3 separate regions of the Mus musculus genome follow, and all the other regions are linked to region 2. Evidence: chromatin contacts called from public HiChIP or PLAC-seq data. All regions are on one chromosome and are shown on one strand. The core of a region is the stretch at or near the end of the contact, and the rest is flanking DNA. Distances in the headings are between cores, read along the strand shown. Region 1 holds the start of Dennd2a (DENN/MADD domain containing 2A). Region 2 overlaps Gm38794 (a long non-coding RNA gene). Region 3 has its middle 7.1 kb from the start of Hipk2.

What was found. HiChIP or PLAC-seq counts read pairs in DNA pulled down with a chosen protein or histone mark.
Region 1: a contact with region 2 is called in a FOXA1 HiChIP or PLAC-seq map of pancreatic cancer cells. The contact joins the promoter of Dennd2a here to the enhancer-like site in region 2. A contact is called at or near these places in 2 of 484 Hi-C or Micro-C datasets (both in uterus), 4 of 115 datasets of contacts at active chromatin or transcription factors (craniofacial prominence, embryonic stem cells and pancreatic cancer cells) and 1 of 9 other capture datasets (embryonic tail).
Region 3: a contact with region 2 is called in an HNF4G HiChIP or PLAC-seq map of pancreatic cancer cells. The contact joins two enhancer-like sites. A contact is called at or near these places in 2 of 115 datasets of contacts at active chromatin or transcription factors (embryonic stem cells and pancreatic cancer cells).

Annotation. Positions count from the first base shown.
Region 1 is chr6:39,556,074-39,559,486 of GRCm38.p6, reverse strand. Dennd2a (DENN/MADD domain containing 2A) reads left to right here and starts at 1,653. Exons shown (of 19, transcript NM_172477.4): 1 at 1,653-1,912.
Region 2 is chr6:39,241,295-39,244,610 of GRCm38.p6, reverse strand. It overlaps Gm38794 (a long non-coding RNA gene), which reads right to left. Exons shown (of 2, transcript XR_868996.1): 2 at 1-955. Among named protein-coding and RNA genes, the nearest start is that of Gm38794, 15 kb to the right of the region's middle. Within about 2 kb of position 1,435, at least 222 of the 459 cell types and tissues checked have an H3K27ac peak or open chromatin away from gene starts, as enhancers often do. A contact at or near this core is called in craniofacial prominence, embryonic tail, pancreatic cancer cells and 1 more, where this site is marked.
Region 3 is chr6:38,881,501-38,885,109 of GRCm38.p6, reverse strand. It overlaps a transcript of Tbxas1 not described here. Among named protein-coding and RNA genes, the nearest start is that of Hipk2, 7.1 kb to the right of the region's middle. Within about 2 kb of position 1,944, at least 54 of the 459 cell types and tissues checked have an H3K27ac peak or open chromatin away from gene starts, as enhancers often do. A contact at or near this core is called in pancreatic cancer cells, where this site is marked.

The sequences.
Region 1 (3,413 bases), core at 404-2,903, 310 kb before region 2:
TCCTGCAATGAGCAAACCCCTCAACTATGAAGGACATGCAACTTTGTTTCGCCTGGAACTTTAAGTCCCAGTTCCCTGGTGTCTGAAGTCCACTCTCATTACCATACCTCACCCCCTGCACACAGACTAGAGATCTCCTGCCTCAGTCTCCTGAGTGTTGGGTTACAGACATGCCTCGCCTGGTTTCCTCTTTATATGAAGCTCTAGTTTTCTTCTGAGGACCCACTTTGTGAAGTTGTAAGACTCTGGGTCTGTACCTATCCCACCCCCAACTGGCCACCCCAACCTAAGCTTTAGGCCATTAGGCTACTCTTGAAGGTCTCTAATAGCCAGGAAGGAGACTGGCTGGCACCTACCCTCAGGGCAGATAAATTGTCACTGTCAGGCCTGAGCACTTAGCATCTGGTGTTTCTCTGCTTGGACCCCTTTGCCTTTAGCATAATATTCAAATTCTGCCCAGGCCACTTGAATCCCTCCAGGCCTACCCATCGATCCTTATTCCCTCCCACTTAAGGGTCCCCCAAATACCATAATGTGACACCCCCACAACACCAGTCACACTCTTCCCTCTTTTCAGGCTGTCTTTTCTTGCCCTGTTTCTCCACCTTCTATAACTGATTCACTATCGCTGGTCACCAAAGCCCCAGAGAATGCCCCAGCCTGTGTTGGCTCCCTTAAGGCCCCCACAGCATTTTCAAGTGGACTCCAATTTGGCAATCCTTTTTTTTTTTTTTTTTTTAAGATTTATTTATTTATTATATGTAAGTACACTGTAGCTGTCTTCAGACACTCCAGAAGAGGGAGTCAGATCTCATTACGGATGGTTGTGAGCCACCATGTGGTTGCTGGGATTTGAACTCTGGACCTTTGGAAGAGCAGTCGGGTGCTCTTACCCACTGAGCCATCTCACCAGCCCCCCAATTTGGCAATCCTACTGTCTTAAAAACCTCCTGTGTGAGTGCTTTGACTGCACCCTGTGTACGTGGGACCGTGGGACCGTGGAACCGTGGGACCGTGGGACCGGTGTGCTGTAGAAAGCCAGTTCTCTGATCACTTTTCCTGACCAGGGCTTGGGACCCATTCTGTACCCTTCTGTAGGGAGGTGGGCCCCTGGATCCTTATGGCCCAGGCTCCTGAGTTGCTTAGGGGCAAATATGGACCCTTGGGTCCAAATAGCTTGTCTCATGACTGTGAGTTGTTGCTTATGGGCAAACTGGGCCTCGAAGGCCTATCTCATGACTGTCAGTTGCTTGGGGGCAAATGTGGAGCCCAATTCTGCCTGAGGCGTCCACCCTAACTGCTCAGAAACAAAGCAAGGGCAGGGAGTGTGGCTACGGCTTTGGTGCTGTCTAAATCTGGTTCTCGGCCCCTGGCTAAGCGCATCTCAAGAATGGACCTCAGTCGGGGTAGCAGAGAACCGGTTCGGCGATCTTCAGCACAGAAAAGGTTAAGCCACCGTCTCCCCCACCCCTCGAAAGGCGAGGGGGCGAGTGAGTGCGGCAGAAGGTCCTGTTTACCGTGGCTCCCCTCGGCGGCGGGCCCTGGGAGAGTGGTTGCTGTGGCAACCGGCCGGGCGCCCGCCAGCTGCGGATTAGCTCACTGGAGCCGCGGGATGGGTCGGGAGGAGGGGGCGCGCGTCACTGCAGACGGTCGCGGCGCAGCCCAGGGCAGAGGAAGGGGCCGCGCGCGCGGGAGGCCAGAGGAGACGCAGCACGCCTCCGAGGCCGGAGGCGGCGGGGACCGGACGGGAGCGCGCGCGGCGGGGACCCGAGGGGCTCGCGGCGGCCGGGGGAGGCCGCGCGGACAAAGGCGCGGAGGGCAGCGGGCCATGGCGCCCCAGGCCCCCGCCGCCCCTGCCCCGGGCGACCGCGAGTTGCGCCCCAGAACCCGCGGAGCCGACGCCCGTAGAGAGGTAGGGCTGGGCGCCGGAGTGCGGGCGACCTCGGGGGAGACCCGGGAGGGTACGCGCGGGGGCGACGAGGAGACTGCAGGCGCAAGCCGGGGCTCCTCGCAGGCGGCGCTGGGGACGCTTCAGCGGGGCCCTGGGGACCCGCGCAGGAAGCGATCCACAGCTCTTTCCCGGGTCGGGCTAACTTCAGGGCCGAAGAAACTTGCAGAAACTGGGCAGAGCCCGGCCCTGCGCTGTGCCGGAGCTCCCGGGCGGCTGTGAGTGAGTACGCGCGTGTGAGACCGAGTGTGTACGCTGGGGTGGGGGAGTCCAGGCGGCTCTAGTCGGGATTTGTCGTGGTGGAAAGTGGGGTACGTTGAAGTTTACTTCTCCCACTTTCCTCCCCAAGGATGGAGTTGGGAGTAGATGGAGCCCAGGGTAAGTCTCTTAACCACACAGGATATAGTCCTGTGCAGGAGAGTCACTGTGATATGGAGTCAGACCACTGAGCCAGAGGGAGCTCAGCGCCCGGAATCCTGTAGTGAGGGGCAGACACAGGAAGCTAAGGAGTGCCTTCCTTTGGCCCTGGATTGGAACAAGGAGAGAGCTGGGACCCTAATTTAACCAGCCTGCTGAGGAAGGAGCAGGCTGACTTCTGGCCGGGTGCTCTGATGGCTTTCAGGGTTGTGACTATAGCTCCCCAAAAGACAGGTAATTGTGGAGTGTGGTAATAGTGTTATAATAGGCACTTTACAGTAATTTGTTATGAAACACTTGCACCTGCTGTGGTTACTATAGAAAAGCCTTTCTCCTTCAGTACCAAACACCTGAAGAGTTGAATAGGCTCTTTAGGGAATGGACCACAGAGGAGAGAGTTGGAGATTCAGAGAGGAAGCAGAAGGCAAACAGAAACAGACAGTTTATTTATTTGAGACAGGGTCTCAGTATGTGACCCAGGCTGGCCTCAAACTTAAAGTCCTCCCTTTTGTCTTAACTCTCTAAATTCAGGATTACTGGTAGGCAGGCAGGCTCAGTTCAGGGACTTGTTTGTTTGAGGCAGGGTCTCAGGTAGCTTAGACAGACCTTGAACTTGATTTTGAATTAATTTTTTTAAATGTACTATATCTTTATGAGTTTCCCTGAATGTATGTCTGTACACCATGTTCATGCAGTGCCCACGGCCGCTCTAGTGCCTATCCTCTAGGACTGGAGTTAGTTACACACAGTTGTGGGCTGCTATGTGAGTGCTAGGAATTGAACCCAGGTCCTCTGGAAGAGCAGCCCGAGCTCGTGCTCTTAACTGATGAGCCATCTCTCTAGTCCCTGAGTCTACCTCCAAAACACTAGAATTACGGGAGTGTGGCACAAACCTTTATGAGATGTCTGGGGTCAAACCTGGGGCTTCCTGCTTGCTCAGTAAGTTCTCTACCAACTAAGCTATGTCTCCAGCTCTGAGACTATTTTTTAAATTAAAATAATTTTATTGCATTTTTATTTATTGTGTATGTGCTACTAGTCATGTATG
Region 2 (3,316 bases), core at 186-2,685:
ACCTACTGAGATAATTCCCCTGCTCAAATTTCTGTCTCTTCATGCTAATGTTCCCTAGACTACATCATCAGCCTTGGCTTCCCTGGTGCCTCTCTGAACTGTTTCCAGCCATTATTACTCTGGATGACATCTCCTTTAGCGGATGACCTATAATCATTTAATACTGCCTTCCAGTCAAGACCTTGCCCCCGTTCACACTACAGACTTGCCCTCCTTACTCTAATGATGGCTCATGATACCAGGGTGTGCCTGGCTGTCCATCAGCCCAGACTCCTCCTTTCTCCTTGAACTTCATGTAAGATCTGCACCAAGACCTATGATTTCCCATTTCTCATTTCCTCTCACTCCCTTGCTTCGGGCACTGTCGTCTCCTTGGACCCCTGCCACTACCTCCTCTGTAATGACTGTACCCTTTCCTGAGTCATTCTCCGTCACGATGGCAGAAGGAGTTTCCTGGGCTGTAGAACTCAGCACGGAGAGTGGAGTAGACGAGGTGAATGCTGCGTAGACCCTCTCAGTGGCTTCCCGCAGGCTCTTAGACCCCACGGATCCCTTCTTTATGGCAGGCCCCGCCCACTTCTCCGTGTCCATGGTAATAGTTTTCACATCTGTTTTTTCTTTTCTTTGAGTTTTTCCCTACGTGGACTCTGTCTCTGCCACACTCACGGACAATTCCTGGTGCTGATTTGAACCTGCCTTACCCTTCATATCACCCACCACGGAAGGCATTTCCTGAACCCTGGGGCATGGTTCAGAGGTCTTCCCCGGGTGCTCCCCCGGAACCCTGAACTGGCCTCCGCCCTACAGGGCACTTCACACTTGGAGACAAATGATTTACTTTGGTGCCTTCCACTTGAGCTGTGACCTCCTTTGGGCCAATCTTGCACATTCCTTGTTGGGAACCAGCTGACACATTACGGTTCTCAAACACAGTCCGTAAACATCTGTTGCAAACCTGGGTGAGAGAGCAGCAGGGACTGAAATCAGGGCTTTGATAGAACTGTGAGGTTTTGTTGATCTGGCAAAAGCTGCCAAGACTCTGGTGACTCAGAGACTTAAGTTATGAGGACACCGTGGTCAGTTTACTGAGTTCAGTTTTCACAGGCCTACCAGGAGCAAGACCAGGAAGAGTATAAAAGAAAAACTAAAGGCAGGGCATCATCAGATAGCCTGTACCTGTGACCCACAAGGGCTAGGGCTCCAAAGGAACAGGTTTTCCATGGCCTAGGTGACTCAGTTAGGGTTGGGCTCCCAGGCTTAGCAAGGAGACATGTCAGATAAGAAAGCCAGGCTTCTGCCCAGGTGGCCAAACACACAGCCGAAATCCTCCATCGACTTGGCAGCCAGTCCACTCTCCGGTTTCCTAGGGAACCAAAGGCCACACAATCTACAGTGCAACTTGGCACACAGCCTGGGACATTTTATGAGGGCCAGATGGCTGGACTCCGCACGATGGATGTCAGTGTTGTGGGGAAGGCAGCTGAGGGTCTTGGAGCAGGACTCAGCACTCAGGCTGGGAAAGGCTGGGAGAGGCTGGGAATCGCATGTGCTCACACAGGCTAGATAGGCAGGCACAGAGTTGGGAGGGTGGAAACCACAACCTGGTGGCAAGTCCAGCACCAGAGTTCATTCACTCTAAAAGTGAAGATAAGACATGAATTGAAAAGAGGCCAGTGGTGGAGTGCTGGCTCAGCAGTTATGAGCATGTACTGATTTTGCGGAGGGCCCAAGTTTAATTCCCAGTACACCAGGCAGCTCACAATCACATGTAATCTCAGCACCCAGGAATCCAACTTCCTCTTCCCGCCCCAGTGCACATCTGCACTGGCATGCACATAGCCCCACATAGACACACAGAATGGCAGAGTGGGGGGCTTGAAGAGTGGAGAGGAGAGAGCTGCTACACAGTGGGAATCTGGGTGAAGGGTATGATATTAAGATTTAGAGAGCAAGGTGGTGGTGGGGCACACCTTAAATCCCAGCACTCTGGAGGCAGAGGCAGGTGGATCTCTGTGAGCTCAAGGCCAGCCTGGTCTATGAAGGAAGAGCCAGGACAGCCAAGGCTACACAGAGAAATCCTGTCTTGAGAAGCAAACAAACCAAATTTAAAAAATTTAGAACCTAGTGCTTTCTCTACTACATTCATACTACATAGCACAGTCTCCTAGATGAGGTTTGCAGAGATCCAAAGGTCTACTGAGATGACTTGCAGTAATCATAGAAAAATGAAATGAACTTTCAGTTCTGTGAGATGAAGGGTAATTGCAGTAGGAGGACTGTCGTGCATTTTCTTCAGTTCTACCTCTTATGGCTAAAAAAAAAAAGTCACGAGGGATAATATTTAGGGGCTGTCACTGAAGCTCAGATGAAAAGGTGTTCACCTTATGTGCTTAAGGCCCTGGGTTCAATCCCCAGCACAGTTTAAAGCTCAGCATGAAGGAACAGCCCTGTAGTACTAGGTTGAGGAAGGAAGACAAAGAGTTCAAGGTCATCCTCAGCTACTTCATAGGTTCAAGGCCGGCCCAGGGTACTTCAGATCCTGTCCTAAGAAACCAAATCAATCAATCAATCAATCAATCAATCAAACAAACAAAAAACCAAGACTATTTTAGTACTTAACAGAAGGTAATCTTTCCTAGTTGCATCATAGCTTCGTAGACACCCTAAATCAGAGGGCACTGGTCAGGGACACCCCAGTGATAGATATATACAGCTCTGGGTCCAAGAAAGGGCTGCATTGGTGAGGAACCAGCAAGAAGCCTCTAGAATTGAGTTTCCTGAGAAGGCAGGAAATGACTAAAGTGAAACTTAATTAACTTGTGTTTTCTGTCTTGATCTTACTCAGTGGATACGTAGTTTAAAGTACTTCAGAGCATGCACACTGGCAGCCAGAATTAGGCTGTTATATAACCGGGAAGGGAAACCATTTGTCACACATGGTTGTGGATGGGCACAGACTGCTCTGTGTGTTGGATTTTGTTTCCTGATGGTAGCAAGAATTAGGGAGAAGGAACATCTGGGCAGTGATTTCAGGGGCTGCCAGCCAAGTGGAAAGCCCTTGATAGCTTATTGGCAGGACCCCAGGCTGGAAATCTGGGCAGCTGCCTCCAGATGCCAGCAATAAGCAACCTGGGACTCAGAAGTTCCTAGAATCTAGGCGTGGAGCCTCTAAGGTAGGTGGGCGGGTGCCAATTCGGTGCCATGGCGAGACACAGGAGATACATTAGAGAGGGGAGCAGTCACGCAGGGTGGCATAAACATTTAATCCCATCGTGTAGCAGGCAGAGGCAGGAAGATCCCTGTGAGTCCAGGGCAG
Region 3 (3,609 bases), core at 695-3,194, 360 kb after region 2:
TGTAGAAATATTTTTAAAGAGCTATATGTCAACTGTGATAAAAATGCTATCAAGAAATGACAAAATTGATTTCTTAAATAAATTAAGATGCTATTAGCTGCAAGGAGGGGCTGATCTGTGACAGAAACATTCACGGAGAGGTGTCTTCTGTCAATCAGATCAGAGATCAGCACTTTCAAGGCTGGTTCATCTCCTCACTCCCATCTCTGACTCCTTAATCCTCCAGCAACAACTTAGTATCCCTACCCTACTATGACAGGCTGAAGAAGTGGAGGTGGGGTGGGGGCGAGGCAGTCTCTTCCTAGGGAATATTCTTATCAAAACCACTTTCCCAGTAGCCTCAAATTTCACCTTTTACCTCCGTGACTAGAAACAGGCCACTACACAGCTGCCACTGTAACAAGATTGCTTTACCAAATTGACTTAGATTATCACTCCTGGGGCAGGCACATTGCTGTTCAAATAAAACCCAAGTTGCATACCTCATGGGTCTGCTCCATAGAGAAAAAGCTCCAGGAAACTAAGCAAAAAGAATCCTGAAACTTTGAAGCTGTGGAAATATGTGAACCTTAGCTAAACTGAAAGCAAGTGATCCCAAGACTAAATTCTTCCTTGCGTTCAGTCACTTACATTCTGTGTTCACAGGTCACACTTTAAAGATTGTTCTGAAATGTACCTTTTTCATGAACTCAACGTGCTTGTTAAACTCCTCCTTCATATCTGACACTATAGCACTTCACAAAGGCATTCACAAAGTGCTTTTGTCTCTGCTGATTTCTACTAGTGCAGACAGCATTATCCCATTCCACAGATGAGAAAACTGAGGCTTAGGTAAATTTCATATTGTCATCTAGTTGGGAGTGATAGAGTGGAACCCTACATATCCTCATGTTCCATTCTTGTTCAGCTGTTTTCTGAGAAGGGAAGGTAAATAATTTTAAAATGAAACAGAGAACTCTATTCCTACATGGGATGGGATGGCAAAAATGAAACCAGCCTGTGCTTTGAGGAGACCAAAGGCAAACTGCTGGGATGCAGTGGGGGTGCCAGGCGAGGCTTCCTGAAAGAACTTTCACTGGGTTTGAAAGGATGAAGAAAACAGATGGGAGGCTGTGTGCAGGGACTGAGTGGGGTGTGGCCCCTGCTCAGGACACAGGTTGGGCAAGAGGGGAGAACAAGATTGGAAGGTGGGTTTGGAGCAGATGGAAATAAGATTAAAGTATCTGGTTAAGGCAATTAAGGTTTACTGAGCAGGCAAGGCAATGACTCAACATCTCAGAGCAATGGTGTGGCTTGCAGAAAGACAATTTTATCAACAAGTTATATGTATTCAAGAAAAAAAAAAGACTGGAGTCAGGGTCCAGTCTTAGTGGGGCTGGCAGTAGGGAGGGGGACTGTGCCCTAGGGAGAGGACCTGTAAGAAGAGAAACAGTGGGGCGGTACTGTGCCTCTGAGATGGCTGTGGAAGTCCGAGAGGATGGTGGTTCTCCAAGAAGAACAGAGCAGATGAGTTCCATTTGGGAGAGGTTTCTAGAAGGCTGCTGGAAATGTGGGGCCGGAGCTAGGAAGTCCATCAATACAAAGATCAGCCTAAAGAACAAACACAGAAGCTTGTCAAGACAGCAAGCTGCGCAGAAGAGCTTATGTAAATGTAGTACATCAAGGATGAGCAAAGAAAGCAGTGCATCTTGCCAGCAGTGGAGCAGTGCGTCTTGCGTCCCCTCAAAGGAACTGGCTACATAGTATCACTAAGTAAATCTATGCCAGAGAGAATAAGTTAAAATGCTAATCCAGGTACCACCCCTGGATTCCTGAGTCAGTGGGCTCAGTGCATGGCCTAGATCCTTGTCTCTAGTTATCTCCTGTGGGGTTTTGATGCAGATGACTCAAGGGTCACAACTTTGACAAACAAAACCATATAACCTCCCTGTGTGATCTCAGCCTGCCGCTGCCGCTCCTCCCCTCCTGCGGATTAGCAACTTATTATACACACATGACTCAAAACAGTCTCTCTCCCTTGAAAATTCCTTGGCTGAACTCCAGGCACTAACACCCACCTGCAGCTGAGCACCCCTGTCTGAATATCCCACAAACCTTGAACTCAACATGTTCAGAATCACACTCATTTTCTCCCCACACCTGGTGCATATCTGACACAGTGCAGGTTCCTCATCTTGGCACAATGTCCCCAGTGTCCTTCTCAACCACAGCCTCCCCCTCCAGTTTCCTGTTTGGCGGTATTCTCATTTTGAACAGATCCTGGTCACACAGACTTTTCTATGTTGCTATCCTCTGCCAGAATCCACAGGCTGGGCGCAGATGTCACCCTTGGCTCCAAACACACTCTTTGCCATTCATCCTGCGGAGCTGCCTTTAGCCCACAGGTATCCATCCCTGTCATGACAGTGCTCTTCACACTGTATTGTGCTCTTTCACTGATGGTTTTTCTTTGCACTTCAGCACCTCAAAAGCCACTCTCACCTCTTGATATAGAGATTTAGCACAAAATAAGCAGTCATAGGACAGCTAATGAATTAAATTTCTCAAGGAGTGTGTGTGTGTGTGTGTGTGTGTGTGTGTGTGTGAGAGAGAGAGAGAGAGAGAGAGAGAGAGAGAGAGAGAGAGAAGAAAATGATCAGGAAAGTTGAAGGGAAATTTGAAAGTTTGCAGGGAGAGAGTGAGAGTGACAGAGAGAAATGACTGTCTAACTGATGTTTGCCTAGGAGATCCAGCAGGGGAGAAACTGAGGAAGGACACTGGGATTTGCATTGAAGAGGTCACTAAGAACTGCAGGTCAGTGTCAGTCCAACAGTGCTCTTCCACAAGGGCCAGCCCTCCATGTCAGCAGGGGGAAACTTGCAATATAAGCATGATGCACAGTGCTGCTCAGACCCTCTGGTTCACCCCGGGCCAGCTGGCTTGATTGAACCAGATGCGCTGGCCTTAGGAAGATCTTTCTTCAGCCTCCTTTTCTTGCTACTTCCTCCTTTCAAACGTCTCTGGGTACCTTCTCTGCCTAGTGTGCCCAACTTTAACCGGAGCTGCATGGATGCAAGGGGCTCCAACCTGCCTTCCCACCATCACAGAAGTCCTCTGCCGGGCCTGTTAACTCTCAGAAGTACTTCTTATGGACGAGTGTGCCCCCAGCCCACCATTCCTGCAACCTCCAGGAAAACTGTGCTGTCTTCCTGCACAGCTTTCGGTTCAGCTTCTTTCTCATGCATTGGTGAATTACATTTTGTCATTTTGTTCTCCTCAGCTCCTTTCAACTGGACACTCTTTGGGCATCACCTTGCCTTACCCACAGCCCTGCCCAGATGTCTGTTTCTTGCTTTTTGTTTTGTTTTGTTTTTCCTATAAACAGAGCATAAAATGAGTGCTGCTTCTCTGTCACCCCGGCCAGCCTTGTGCATGCAAGTCCTCTGAGGCTGCTGTACCTTTCCTACAGTCACTCCCCTTTGCCCTGCCAAGGCTCCACTCTGGTCTACCCTTTGCCCTTAAAGCTATAGCTGCTATCATTGCTCATTTGAATGCACTGCCTACTCTTTCAAAATTCTCTGTGGGCGTGATATTTGTCACTTAAGTGTCATTATTAAATACCACTCTCTT